2 separate regions of the Cricetulus griseus genome follow, and region 1 is linked to region 2. Evidence: chromatin contacts called from public Hi-C data. All regions are on one chromosome and are shown on one strand. The core of a region is the stretch at or near the end of the contact, and the rest is flanking DNA. Distances in the headings are between cores, read along the strand shown.

What was found. Hi-C and Micro-C count contacts between places; a contact is called where the count stands out from the background.
Region 1: a contact with region 2 is called in a Hi-C map of fibroblasts, with 3 times the contacts expected there. The contact joins two enhancer-like sites. A contact is called at or near these places in 4 of 8 Hi-C or Micro-C datasets (the CHK-Q cell line, the CHO-K1 cell line and fibroblasts).

What each region holds. Positions count from the first base shown.
Region 1 is chr8:13,925,903-13,932,961 of CriGri-PICRH-1.0, forward strand. No RefSeq gene overlaps it. Among named protein-coding and RNA genes, the nearest start is that of Ddx47, 18 kb to the right of the region's middle. Within about 2 kb of position 5,224, at least 2 of the 6 cell types and tissues checked have open chromatin away from gene starts, as enhancers often do. A contact at or near this core is called in fibroblasts, where this site is marked.
Region 2 is chr8:13,888,705-13,896,268 of CriGri-PICRH-1.0, forward strand. It overlaps Gprc5a (retinoic acid-induced protein 3), which reads right to left. Exons shown (of 5, transcript XM_027429894.2): 2 at 1,685-1,829. Among named protein-coding and RNA genes, the nearest start is that of Gprc5a, 5.5 kb to the right of the region's middle. Within about 2 kb of position 2,142, at least 2 of the 6 cell types and tissues checked have open chromatin away from gene starts, as enhancers often do. A contact at or near this core is called in fibroblasts, where this site is marked.

The DNA of each region.
Region 1 (7,059 bases), core at 3,974-6,473, 40 kb after region 2:
GTAATCCCAAAACTTGGGGAGAGGCAGTAGGATGGGGAGTTCAAGGTCATCCTCACCTAAATATCAAGTTAAAAACAGAAAAGGCAACTAACCTCTGCAAAAGCATATCACGGGTTTCCAAGGAAGGAGGAGGAGCTAGGAGAGGAAGGAGGAGCTAGGAGAGGAAGGAGGAGGAGCTAGGAGAGGAAGGAGGAGGAGCTAGGAGAGGAAGGAGGAGCTAGGAGAGGAAGGAGGAGGAGCTAGGAGAGGAAGGAGGAGGAGGAGCTAGGAGAGGAAGGAGGAGGAGCTAGGTGAGGAAGGAGGAGGAACTAGGAGAGAGAGGAGGAGGAGCTAGGAGAGGAAGGAACTATTAGAAGGAACATGAATCATTTGGGGGATGGCTCAGCTTCCCTACATGTAAGAGGCCTTAGGTACATAGGCACATGTCATATGCATCAAACTGCACACATTAAATATGCGTAGTTTACGGTACATACTTGACACCTCAGTAGATATGTTGAGAAGCTATATAGCAGGAGGGGAGGAGGAAGAGATAGAAAGAGAGATTATTTTCCCAAGGGGAAAATCTACAACGAAAATGGCTAAAATTAAAACGCCTGACAAGAGCCAGCAAAATGGCTCAGCAGATAAAGGCGCTTTCCACCAAGCCTGAAGACTTGACTTTGAGCCCCAGTACCTACAAGCAGGGGTTGGTTCTGTCCCTCCACAGGGTAATGCAGGGCTTGAACTCAAATTGTCAGGTGTCCACAGCAAGCACTTTTATCTCACTGGCCCTCAAGTCTATAATTTTAAAACTGGACTGTTGCCTAGAAATTAAACTTAACCTCAAAATAAAACACAACATGAATCTTCTAAAGGACTTAGCTAGATACGGTGACACACACCTGTCCTCCCAGCACCACGGAGGTGGAGGAACCATGAACGCAAGGCCATCCTTGTCTACATAGGGAGTTCCAAGGTGAGCCTGGGCTGTGAGAAATAAGACCCAGTCTCAATGAACAAGCAAACAAACGAATGACTTTTGTCCCAATAATCCTCTAGGGCCATCATCCCCAACTTGCTAGACACTGTAGCCCACTCCTACTCAATTTTTTTTTTTATGTGTACAGGTGTTTTGCCGCATGTATGTCCACGCACCATGTGCATGCCTGGTGCCCATGGCGGCCAGAGAGGGCATCAGATCCCCTGGAATTGGCGTCACAGCTGTGAGCCACCATGTGGATACAGCCAGTGCTGAGCGATCCCTCCAGCCCTCAATGCAACCTTCATTCCCTACTGGGGACTGGACTCAGGGCTTCATCATGCTACCAAGTACTTTACCACCAGGTTACATCTCTCAACCTAACACTTTTTACATACTCCCTATTTCTACATATTTATTATAAGTTTTTACTGTAGCAACACTTTATATCTGTTATAAAGCAAAAATAGAAATCAGCAATAATAAATAAATATAAGTAAAAGTTCTAGAAGCTTCTTTCGGCACCTGAACAGATTATCTTGCAACCTGTTTCCCACCCAGTTGTACATGACCTCTTCAGCAATAACTCTTCTATGCCACAGGAAAAATAAATGGGCCTTGGCCACGAGCCACTGACCAGGGAGTGTCCCACTGAGTGTAGAGAGAGCAGGAGGAAGGACAGGAAATGACTCGATGCTGGTTAACCATAAACCCTGGGTTTGTGTGGCTATAAACCTTGGCACTTCCCCTTTTCCCTCAGCCCACACCCAGCCCAGATGTACTGGTTTTCCTTATTTCCATCTAACCCGCTCATGCAGGCCTGTCCTGATGAGGTCTTCTGTCCCTTTCAAGGCCACTCTCCATGGTCACATGTTAATCTGAAGTCCCCAGAGGAGGACACTGCAGAGAGGCGGTGCCAAATGTGACTTACTTATAACCCTCCCACAACAATCACTAGTTAAGGAAAACATGTGCATTTATTAAGAAAATTAATATGAGCTCAAGACCAGCCTCATTTACATAGCAAGTTCCAGGCCAGCCCTATTTCAACATACACACACACACACACACACACACACACACACACACCACCACTACCACCACTACCACCACCACCAACAACAAAAAGATAGAGAAAATTAAAGTGAGATTGCCAAAATGGTTCACTGGGTAAAGGAGCTTGCAGCCAAGCCTGACAACCTGAGTTCAAGGCCCAGATCCACATCGTGGAAGGAGAGAACCAACTCCTACAAACTGTCCTCTGACTTCCAAGTGTACACGTGCACACACATAAAAAAGTAAAAAACAAAAGGTTCTTTTCTCTCTGACATATCCTGGCAATCTTTTCACTCAGGACTTCAGGCTGTAAGGGGTTAGTCCTGAGGAGGACTTCAGGCTGTAAGGGGTTAGTCCTGAGGAGGTGTTGTAGCTCCCTCAGACAGGATGCTTAACGAGCAGGGATAATTTGTTTTATTGCCTCTCTTTAAACAGCTGGAGCTTGTGGGCACATGGTAAAACACACACAAATGTGTAAATATATATATACACGTGTGTGTGTGTGTGTGTGTGTGTGTGTTGTATATATTTTCCTTTAGGAAAACTGAGCAGACTCTGTTGATCAACACCATCTTTGTCTAAAATTCAGGTTTCATGTAATATTTCTTGAGAATATGGTGGTAGACACCAAATTTCAAACCAATTTCTTTTTCACCTCTTCAAAAGAATTATTTACTTATTTATTACTTATTTCCGTGTGCTCATGCCCACTTATTATCAAGGCACGCAGGTGGAGGTCGGAGGACAACTAGTGAAGGAACCGGCTTCCCTTTTGGCAGCCATAATGGTCGAACATGTGCTTCTATGACCTTGACCTAGACACTAGAAAGTCAGATGCCTGTCTCGTGACAAGGAACCAATCAGAAGTTAGCTGGTGACGCTATGCTTTATGGCTCTGGGTGTGCTTTACGGACAAGCGCACAGCAATGACGTAGAGAGCATAGCAACCGCCCTGGGAGGGCCTATGAGCCATAACAACCAGTTGACCAATCAACACAGGGCAAGTCCTCCAAGCCTGGAGGCACACCAATCGTGAGCCTGTGCGTACCCCTAGACACTCCCCTTACGCTGCCCTATAAGATCTTTTGGGAGACCCAAGGAGCCGTCTTTTTCTAGCCGTCTGCCATGGCGGGTGGGTGAAAGACCCGAGCTAACATGGGGTTAGCTCGTAAAACTACAATAAAGCCTCATGCAGTTTGCATCAAGCTTTCGCCTCCATTCTGTGTTTGGGGTGGCCGCCGTCCTGGGCTAAGATTCTGGAAGCCTCAGCTTTCTGAGGGTCTAACACTAGCACACTCAGTTCCCTCCTTCCGCCATGTGGGTCCCTGTAATGAAACTCAGTTTGCCAGGCATGGCGGCAAGTGCCTCCCCCCTCCCAGCCATATCACCAGCCAATCCTCTTTCTTTTTGGACCTTCCATGCAAGCTAGCCTGGGCTACACACTCGGCAATCCTCCTGCCTCAATCTTCTGAGTACTGGGATTACAAGGCTGCGTTACCCCCAGCCCTCTGAAATCCACCATGGCCAACAAAGTGCAAACAGCAAGCAGTCTTGGCTCGGCACCATCACAGGCAAATCTCAGCTCCCTACCAAATTCTTGAACCTCCTTGGACAAATTTAAAGAGGTAGACACAGAATAAAAGAGGACCAGGATGCAGCTATCAAATATCACAAACAAGCTTTTCAGAAGTTACCTCAGAAACTGAATCAACCCCACCCCCACCCCCAGTAAGGGAGACAATGGAGGACACAGCAGGCTCACTTGTTTAAAACAACTCTGACAGCTGAACAAAGGAAAATGTGGCAACCCAGAAAACTTGTCATGGTCTCTGCTCTCTTGACTCACCTGAAAATCACAAGGGGGCTGTTGCCTGGAAGGTAGCACTGGGTTTAATAGCTGGGGCTAGGGAGTTTCTGAGATGTCAGATAATGAACTGGAGTCACCAAAGAATGGTGGGAAAGAGCCAGCATTCAAGTGTGGCAGGCAGAATTCTCTCTCCCCCCACTTCCTCTCCTTCTCCCCCTCTCCTCTTTTCCTTCCCTCTCTCCCCCTCCATTTCCCCTCTGTGTGTGTGTGTGTGCACGCATATACATGGAGAAGGGCTCACGTGTGTGTGTGTGTGTGTGTGTGTGTGTGTGTGTGTGTGTGTGTGTGTGTGCGCGCGCGCACATGTTTGTGGAAGTCAGAGGTAAGCACCTGGTGTCTTCCTTGATTGCTCTCCACTTATTCTCTCCTCCCATCATATAGGTCCCAGGGACCAAGCTCAGATGGCCAGGCTTGCCAGAAAGTGCCTTAACCCCTTGAGCCACCCCACGGGCTCACAACACAACCGTATTTGTTGAGATGGAGCCTCTCATTGAACTGAGTTCACCAATTCACTGGATGGCTGGCCAGGGAGTCCTGCAGATTTGCAGCATCCCTTCCCGAGTGCTGCGGTCACAGGGGCACGCTGCCCTACCAGCTTTTTAAGTGCTGGAGATGTGAACTCAGGTCCTCATGCCTGCATCGCAGCAAGCATTCAGCAATTGAGCCAACCCCCTGACCCCTCATTTTCTATTTAATGCCAGGAATAGAACCCAGAGCTACACGCATGCAAACACATCTTTTGCCACTGAGCTATGCCCTTGGCCCCACCACCCAAAAGCGTTGACCACCACACCTGACCTCTGCTATGGTTCTTTCTGATGGAGGACAATTTCATGTCACTTTGCGCCAAAGACAAAAAGAGTAAGATACTCGCCAGCTACCTAGCGCCACCCTTATTTCACAGGGAGTAAAAACTATGGACTGGCCTACTAGATGAAGATGCAGCCAGGTAGAGGGATACAGTGCAAGGGGATCCAGACACTGAGCAACTTACTCGCAGAAGCAATGTGCATTGGGAAGGAGATGCCAGTCTGTAGCCTGGGAAATAAGGGGTTGGTGATTTATCAAACTCCAGAAGGAAGCGCAGACTTTAAATAGAAGGAGAGCTGGCACAGACCCGCCAGCTAGTAGAGCAGAGCCCTGTCTTGTGCACATAGAAATCAAGCTCTCTACCAGCAAGTAACTCTCAGAGCCCTGGCAGCCCTGTGGAAGGGTGGCACCCTTCAGACGCTGCAGGTAGTTCCCATACCACCCTGATTACTACCCCTTAGTCACTGCTGGCCACACAAAGTACACTGCGTGCCCTTCTGTCCTGCACGGCACCTCGGTTACGGCTCACTATTAATCATACGCTCCAACTTTTCCCCCACTGAGGAAGTGACAGAGCGCTTTCCTACCCCTGCCATCTACTGGTGAAAATGGAAATGTCCTTTTTTTTATTCTCTTTTTCTTGTGGCCAATTGGAAACTAAATTGGCAACTGAAAGCTTATTGGCGTAATACTCATTTGTTATGTGGAGCACATCTAAGAAAGGCGATACTGCCGGTGGTGGCTGGTTCCTTTTGTTCTGTAAATGTTCACTGAGTGTGTGATGTGGGATAGTATATATAAACGATACATATTCATATCATGCACTTAGTATAAAGACTGAGACTTGGAATCAAATTTGTTTTGCTGTGTGTGTGTGTGTGTGTGTGTGTGTGTGCGTGTGCGTGTGTGTGCGTGTGCGTGTGTGTGTGTGTATGTTTAGGTTGGATATTGTAATCTAATTTTTGTATATATTTATTTATTGGAGGTGGGGTGGCATTCAATGCGTGTGGGGGTCACAGGATAATCTGTGAAAGTCAGTTCTCTCCATCATTTGAGTTCTGTGATCAAACTGGTCCTCTTTACCTGCTGTACCACTTCACTGGCTTATTTTTTTATTTTTATTTTTATTTTTAAGATGGGAGCCTCACGTAGCCCAGGCCGGCCTCAAACTCCTATGCAGCTGACCTTGGCCTTGAACTGGGCTTCCTGTTTCCTCCTCCTAAGAGCTGGAAGTCTAGTTATCAAGTGAACAGAAGGCTACAAGCAGACAAAACTCTGTGGTGGTTTGAATAGGAATGGTCCCCACAGGCTCATATATTTGAATATTTGTTTTCCAATTGTTGGACTGTATAGGAAGGATTAGGAGGTGTGGCCTTGTTGGAAGAGAAGTGTCACTGGGGGTGGGCTTTGAGGTTTCAAAAGCCTGAGCAAAGGAGTCCAAGTCTCCCTCACTCTGCCTCCTGCTGTGGATCAGCTAGAAGCTCTCAGCTACTGCTCCAGCGCCCATGCCTGCCTGCTGCTATGCTGATCATGGACTAACGCCCTGAAACTGTAAGCAAGCCCCCAGTAAATGCTTCCTTTCCTAAGTAGCCTTGGTCATGGTGTCTCTTCACACAACAGTATGAACTAAGACAACTCCAACAGTATCAACAGACATTGGGGCCCTGGAGACTGTGGCCTTTGGCTGAGCCCATTCTCTGCCTGCCTTCAATCTTGGCACAGATCAGCTCTTGACTCTGAGGTGTGACTGTTTGGCGATACTTCCCAGACCTCCAGTTTCTGCATTTATTTTTAGCTGTAGTTTTAGTGCATTCTTGAGACAGGTGAGGCACGAAGAGGAATGTAGGTGTGGGCCACCCTTGAGTCTCCAGTGCCAGGACTGTCTCTTGTCATTCCAGGCCAAGTGACTCACAACCCTTTTTATTATCTGCCTCAAGGCCAGGTTTCACCCCAAGAGCTCTGGATTAGAACGGCTGTAGTCCATTCTCTTAATTTCTTCTTGAGGACACACCTTCTTCATGCTTTGTTACCTGCTCTGATAAGGTGGGTTCCTTTGTTTTCTGTCACCAACATGACATCCTCCGGTTCTTTCTGGTGCATTTCCCAGAGCTTTGGGGTACTTGCTAGATGGAGTCTGATAGGCAGTAGAGAGCTCCCAGGCAGGAAGCTACCTGGGAAGCCCTCTGGCTCTAATCCAGATGTCTATGAGGGGACAGACAATTCTGAGATGTTCATTGCATTTTTGAAAGACTGAGAAATAAACATGATTTGCATCTTTGCCCTTCATAGTAAGAACTACCATGGAACTATACTTCCAAGCCTGGCACAGGTTTTGTGTGTATGTGGTGTGCACTTGTTCTCCTGT
Region 2 (7,564 bases), core at 892-3,391:
TGCTCTGAAGGTCAGATCGCCTCAAGTGAAAAATCCTGTTGGGTTTACTGCCCACTGTGTGATCACACCGTTCCATTCATGGATCTCCAGAAAGAACAGCAGGATCCTCCATCAGAATTCTTCCTCACACTCGGCTACCTCTCAAGAATGGCACGGAATTGAAAATGCAAGTTCCCAACCAGCCACTGGAGGAGACTGTGCAGCCACAGGGAAGCAAGGATCTACACACAGAGCAAGAGAATCTAGCATCTACACAGAAAATGTGCTTGGGCATCCCCCAAAGACCCCCTCAGCATAAGGACCTCAGGGAACAGGTGGCTGATTGATAAGCTACTTGTTTCTGCAGAGCCCAGGAACCCTGGACTGCCTGGGGCCAAGTAGAGACCCTTCTTGGGAAATCACAGAGATGGCTCCAGCCATTCATTCATTCCCTTTGGGCCTGGAGGCCAACCTCTCTGTTCTTGCTTTGATCCCAGGGCAGCACCTCCCAACCCTTCCTCCCCTTCCTTCTCTCTCTCTCTCTCAGTGGTGGCCAGCACACAAACCCCGAAGGGTGGAGTGCTGGCCTCACCCTCCCCTCCAAGTCCCCAAGCCATTGTGTCTGAAGTGGCTAAAGAATTCTCCTTCAGGAATGAGCTCAGAGCAGTGGCTAATTCCAAAGGACCCTTCACAGGCTTCAACAAAAGCCTCTGAGAAGAAAGCTAGGCTGGAGAAAAGTCGGGAATGTTGGTTCTCCCAATTTCTGGAACCAGGCCGGCTTTGCCATTTAGGAGTCTTCGCTTAAGAGACAATTTTGGTCAGGTGTGGTGACTGATACCTAGAATCCCAGCACTCTGGAAGCTGAGGCACAAGGATGGTTACAAACTTGAGGCCAGCCTGAATATCTAAAAAAATTAAAACAACAACCAATGTTTCCTGTCTTCAGATTCATTGAGATCAGCCAACCTCCTGCTTCTGCGTGCCACTGTGTCCCTGCTTCTCCTCGGGCAAGATGAGCTTTCCACTCTCTTGCTGGCAGGCAGGAGTTAAAGGGAGAGAGGGATGTGAGGGCACTGGGGAAAATAAAGGGTGAGGTGGAGGGATACCAAGAGCTCCCCCTTGTTTTTGTTCTGTCACACGGGAGTGTGAGGGGTTTTGAGGAAGATCTATCTGGAAGTCACTCTTTGAGCCTTGTCTCCTTCGGAAAAGGAACAGCTTACCCCCCTGTCACCCCTTGCCACCCCCCCCACCCCCAACACACACACTCTATTCATTCACAATTCCCTTGAAACTCGGATGGGCTCGGCAGCCTAGTGCAGTCCAAGACGTACATCTTTCCATTTCAATATTTAAAGATATTGTTTTCTATTTTGAGACAGGTACTAAGGTAGCCCAGGCTGACCTGGACCTCGGTATGTAGAGACTGGCCTTGAACTCTTAATCCTGCGGCTTCTACCTCCCAGGTACAGGCTTACAGGCCTGTGCAATACAATTGGAGACTGCTTGCTTATTGGTCTTTCCCCTGTCTTAGCCTGGGAAGTCCAGAGAAGGCACTCCGAGGTGGGTGAAGCTAAAGGCATTCCTTCCTCGGTTCCATCAGTGTCTGCGGGCCAGCTGAAGCCCGGCACAAGCTGTCTGCGCCCCCACGGCTCCCCCAAGCCCCGCTCTCCCGACTTAAAGCTGGGGCCCCGCGTGCCCTTCTTACCTGCGCGCCGCGGCGCTGGGGGTGAACCGAGAACTCGCGACTCCCGCGCGCGTGGGACGGAGAGGAGAGCGTGCGACCCCTGGCTGCTGGGCACGTCCCGGGACACCGATCCCTCCTTGGCCCGGCCAAGCAGTTATAAAGGCTTCTGTCGCCGGAGGGAGGGAGAGGGTGAGCCGAGGGACAGGGGGCGGGGGCGGGGCGGGGTAGAGGACACGCCTAATCCAGTTCCGCGGCACTTCTCGCTGTTATGAAAATAGAGTCACCGTGCCAGAGAATGAACCGAAGGCCTCCCTGACGTCAGAAGCACAGTCACTCATGAAATAAGGCGGCGGGGTTGTGGGGTGAGCACCCGAGTGTGCCATGCGTAGCTCCCCACGACGAGCGCTCTGGCCAGACCCGGAGCGCGGGCAAGAAAAAGGCCACACGGTGAACCCCGCTACGGATGAGCACTGCCACTGTCATCTCCTAGAGAGAGCCACACCCATCCTCCCCGAGGGCACTCCGAAGCCCCAAGGGCAAAGACCTAGCCAGCAGCTGCCTGCCGCTCCTTTGTTACTTTTTGCGGGAGAAATAGGTCTTTATTTCCCCTTGGCATCACCCCGCATCATCACTCCTTCCTCCGGTGTGCAGGGAGCCAGGCTTAAATGAAAAGAGATGGCCACCCTCTTGTGGGTCCCCCAGTCAAGGAAAAGGGGGAAAAAAGAAAAAAAAAAAAAAAAAAACAAGGAAAAGTCCCCTGGGAACCCAAAGATGGTTCAGCGAGGCCACTTGTTGGAACTACAGTGGCATTAGCCAGGATAGAACAGCCCTGGGCTGAGAGATCATATCGTCATCTTCCTAACCAGCTCTCCAAAAGTTTGACACAGCAGGTTGACAGGAGCAGGACACCAGATAAAATTTTGAAAGGAAGGAATTTGCCTTCGGTGTCTGATTCCACCTGTCTGGGCAGGTGCCCGCAGCTCTTCCATTATCAGGCCAGTCTGGCTGACACCTGCTCAGTGGTCAGAAAGTCCTGGAATGTGTTGCTGGGTCGGGTTCTACCCCGACACCTTGGTGGGCTTGGGGAATTGGTCATTTAAGGCGGTGAGGAAGGCCTAGGAAAATGGTTCTCAACCTTCCTAATGCTGCAACCCTTTAATACAGTCCCTCATGTGTGGTGACCCCCAACCATAAAATGATTTTCATTGCTACTTCATAACTGTAATTTTGCTACTGTTATGTATGACTCGAAATGTAAATATCTGTGTTTTCTGATGATGGCCGTAGGTGACCCCTGTGAAAAGGTTGTTCGGCTCCTACAGGGGTTTCAACCTACCAGTTGAGAACCACTGACCTAGGGAACTCAAAAAAAAAAAAAAAAAAAAATCGCCTTTCTTTGCTCCACACCCTTAAGTGCGTTTTAAAATGTAACAAGCTGGGCATGGAGGTACACCCCTTGATCCCAGCACTTGGGAGGTGGAAACAGGAGGATCCGGAGTTTGAGGTCATTCTGGGCTACAGAAGACCCAGTCCCCAATAACAAAACCAGAAGGTGACTTGCTACAAATGACAGCGCATGCCTGTAATGTCAGTATTTGGGAGACTGAAATAGGAAGATGCCCACCAGCCTGCACCACATAGGCAGTGTGGGGCAGTGGGGACTACTGGCAAGAGCCTGTCTCAGAAAGACACAGGAGACGGCTTAGTCAGGAAAGCATGTGCTGCCCAGCCTAGTAACCCAAAATCCACACGAAGAAGGTCGAAGAGGAAGCAAAGCTGTCCTCTGACCTGGTGAGTGAAACACACACACACACACACAACACAATAGAAAAAGAGAGGGAGAGAAAGACTTTTCATGAGCTTACGTTATGGTGTGCAAGGTACTGGGTTCAAGCCCCAAGATGGGAACACTCTGAGTCTTTGGACACCATGCCTCTGTTGATCTCATGCCCAGGAAACCACAGCCAGTAAGTACCTCTGTTTGTTTGTTTGTTTGTTTGTTCGTTCGTTCATTTGTTTGTTTCGAGACAGGGTATCTCTGTGGCTTTGGAGGCTGTCCTGGAACTAGCTCTTGAGATCCACCTGCCTCTGTCTCCCCAGTGCTGGATCAAAGGCATGCGCCACCACTGCCCAGCCCAGTAAGTACCTTAACTTGGCCATTACCTAGAGGCCTGTGGGTCAGAGGTCTTCAAGCACACTCTTACTCTCCTGGAACTCAACAAGGGTCAGGGGTCTTTGAGAATGACAGGGCTGAAAAGGGCTTCTCTCTGAGCTTCTACTATGTCATCTACAAAAACTTGAACTGGACCATTGCACAAGAGAACCAAATTCTAGCCGTGTATGTATACATTGAGCAGCACAGTTTCCAGCAGCTGAGTTATAAGACGTAAAAGGACACAGGGGAGCTGGGCATGGTGGTTCACACCCATTGTCCCAGCACTTGAGAGACTAAAGGTGGGGTGGGGGGGGAGGGATGACTGTTATTGATTCAAGAATACATATTAAGTGCCAAACATGGGCTATAAAGTGAGACCTTATCTCAAGAAGAAGAAAAAAAAAGTGAAGAAGAAATGAGAGAAAAAGGAATTAACTTTATCATATATTTAAATGAATAGATCCCCAAATAGGATCATCTCAATACGTTTTAAAATATGAGGCCAGGGGGTGAGGGTGATGGAGAGATGACTCAGCAGTTAAGAGCGCTGATCTTCCAGAGGACTTGAGTTCAATTCCCAGCGCTCACATGGTGGCTCAGAACTGTAACTCTAATTTCAGGAGACCAGATGCCCACTTCTGGCCTCTATGGGTACCCATGACATACCCAGTACACAGACACACGTGCAGACAAAACACTCGCCCACAGAAAACATTCTTTTTAGTGAAGCAAGGGCCAGGTGAGACGGATGACTCGTGGGTAAAAGTGCTGCCATGAACCCTGATTTAATAAGTTTTGTCCCTGAGTCCCACATAGTAGAAGGAGAGAAACAACTTCTGCAAATTGTCCTCTGACCTCCACATGTGTGTCATGGCATGTACTCGCATACATGTGTGTTGTGACATGTACTCAGACACTAAATAAGCAAGTGCACAAATAAATGTAATTTTAAATTGGTTTTAGTTATAAATAAATATAATACAGAACTAGACAAGATGACATATGACCATAATCCCAGCACTTGGGAGGCTGATACTGGAGGATGTTGAGTTCAATTATATCCTGAGCTACACAGTGAGGCTTTGTCAATATATATATATATATATATATATATATATATATATATATATATATTCATATGTATATATATATATGCACACATATATATAGAGAGAGTTATTTTGCATTATTTTGTGAAACTATGTCCTCAAAAGTCCATGCCAGTTTAGACCAGCCATATATCAGGGGTTCAAAAGTCATGTGTGGCTAGTGGCTGCCACCTCGGACAGCACAGAGCTAGCTGTCATTGAGGGCACTTCCAGCCCTGACATTTTAGGGTCTGAGTCACTATTTCTGGGGTGAGGCTCATGACATCAAGCATAAGATGTAAGGTCTGAGGTGGAAATAAGAGCAAAGGGGACAAGATTTCTTCTTTGCCACCCGCCACTTGCCCTGATGCCCATTACACTCTAGAATCTATAGTCCAGCTGATGTCTGGTTGACTGGTCCAGGCCTATGGCTAAGAAACCCTTTGTATGGGAAGGCTCTCTCTCTCTCTCTCTCTCTGTCTCTCTCTCTGTCTCTCTCTCTGTCTCTCTCATCCTTATATTTCACTTTGCCATTGATTTTGGATGCCCACATGTCATGTAAGAATTTCCTCCTAATTGAAACATTTCCCTCCTGGAGGAAAATCCATAAGACTCTGGGAGCTAATGAGAGTTACAGGGCCCCACCCCAAGGTTACATAAGAAGTTAACAATTATTAGAGTGGAGACTCTAAGGTGGAGATGCCTGCAAGCTGGGCAGAAAACACCAAGGAAACTTTTATGAGTCATCACCCGGTGCTGGAGTGGACTTTTTAGTGCTACCTTTGAGTCACCCATGCTCCCATAAGTCACCTTTTAAGCGTGCCCCAGTAAGTAACCCAGTGAGCTCATTGGTTCTCTGGGCTAGACTTGGGTGGAACTGTTTCTTTGGGCTACAGTCAGGGCCCTGTCTGGACTGAGCAGACATCTATTCATGTCACCCTGGGGAAAGTCCTGGAACACTGCCTTGGCCTTTAACCACCCTCTCCTGTCCTCCTTTGGTTTTTTAAAAATGTATTTTGTTTTATAGCATGAATGTTCTGCTTGCATGGATGTATGTATGTATGTATGTATGTATGTATGTATTATATATGTGTGTATTTATGTGTACCAGGTGCAGTCCTGGTACCCAGGGATATCAGATCCCCTGGAACTGGAGTTACAGATGGTTGTGAGTGGCCATGTGGGTGTTGGGAACCAAACCTGGGTCTTCTGTAAAAGCAACCAGTGCTCTTAGCCACTAAGCCATCTCAGCAGCCCATATTGTTTATAAAGCTGGCCTGTGAGTCACCCACAGTAGTCACACAATGGGAGGCTGAGACAAGGAGATTGCTATGAGTTTAAGATGATCTTGAGCTAGAGAGTGAATCCAGGTGTTGTGGAATAATCCTTTTGTACACTAAAGATGTGCCACTCTGATTGGTTGAATAAAAAGCTAAGATTTGCAGGGGCTAGGGATATATCTTATTTAGTGGTGGAACACTTGCCTCGCATGCCAGAGGAATGAGGCTTTGTGTTCTAGCCCCTGTACCACAAATAAATAATAAATAATTTATAATAAATAAACTTTAAAATTATAAATAAGGGGCTGGAGAGATGGCTCAGCAGTTAAGAGCACTGGCTGCTCTTCCAGAAAGGACCTGGGTTCAATTCCCAGGAACCACATGGCAGCTCACAACTATCTGTAACTCCAGTTCCAGAGGAGCTGGCACCTTCAATCAGATATGCATGCGGGTAAAACACCAATGCTCATGAAATAATTAAAAGTTTTTTTTAAAAAAAAGATAAACCCTTTCCTCCGCAATTTGCTTTAAAAAATAAAAATAAAATTATAAATAAATAATAAAATTAAATAAATAATAGGCTGTGAAAGCAAAGACTTAGGAGCCAGTGAAACAAATAGTCTAAAGGAGTCTGGAGACCCCGATTGCATTCAATTCAGGCTGCCTCCCCGAAGTGTGAGCACGTGGCGGATCGTGTTGTTCGATAATGAAGAAGGGAAGCTTGCCTGACTGGAGATGAGGATGGGAGAAAAGAGAGAGGAATATGGAAGCCCTTGGTCAGCATGCTGCAGGCCAGGTGGGAGCCAGCCTTGTACTCCCTGAGGCGGGACACAGCTCTGCCTCCGTTTGAGGTCTGGGATCGCAAGCTCTGCTGACACCTCGTCCATGGCATCCCACAAACCACCACATGATGTCCAGATCAGTGGCCTAATCTTGACTCACCCACCAATGCTGGGCTCTCCTCTTTTGGGGGGAGGGGGTGATAACAGGGCATAGCTCAGGCTGGCTTCCAACTCCTTGTGCAGACAAGGCTGGCTTTGAGCCTCTTGCCTCTACCTCCCAAGTGCTGGGACTCTCCTTTTTTTCACTAGCAAGATGGAGGGTGCCAGTGCTTGAGAAATGGCTTGTACCATTCTTATGAGGGCCTGGGTTGGATTCCCATCACCCATATCTGACAGCACGCAACTCCCTGTAAAACCAGCTCTGGGGCAATCAGACACACACTTAAAAATAAATCTAAATTTTAAAAGGAAGATGATGAAGGGTGCTCTTGAGTGTGGTGCTCTGTACTTGCAGTCTTAAGCACTTGGGAGATAGAGGCAGAAAGATCCAAAGTTCAAGACCATCCTTGGCTATTTGTCAAACTGGGAGACACCTG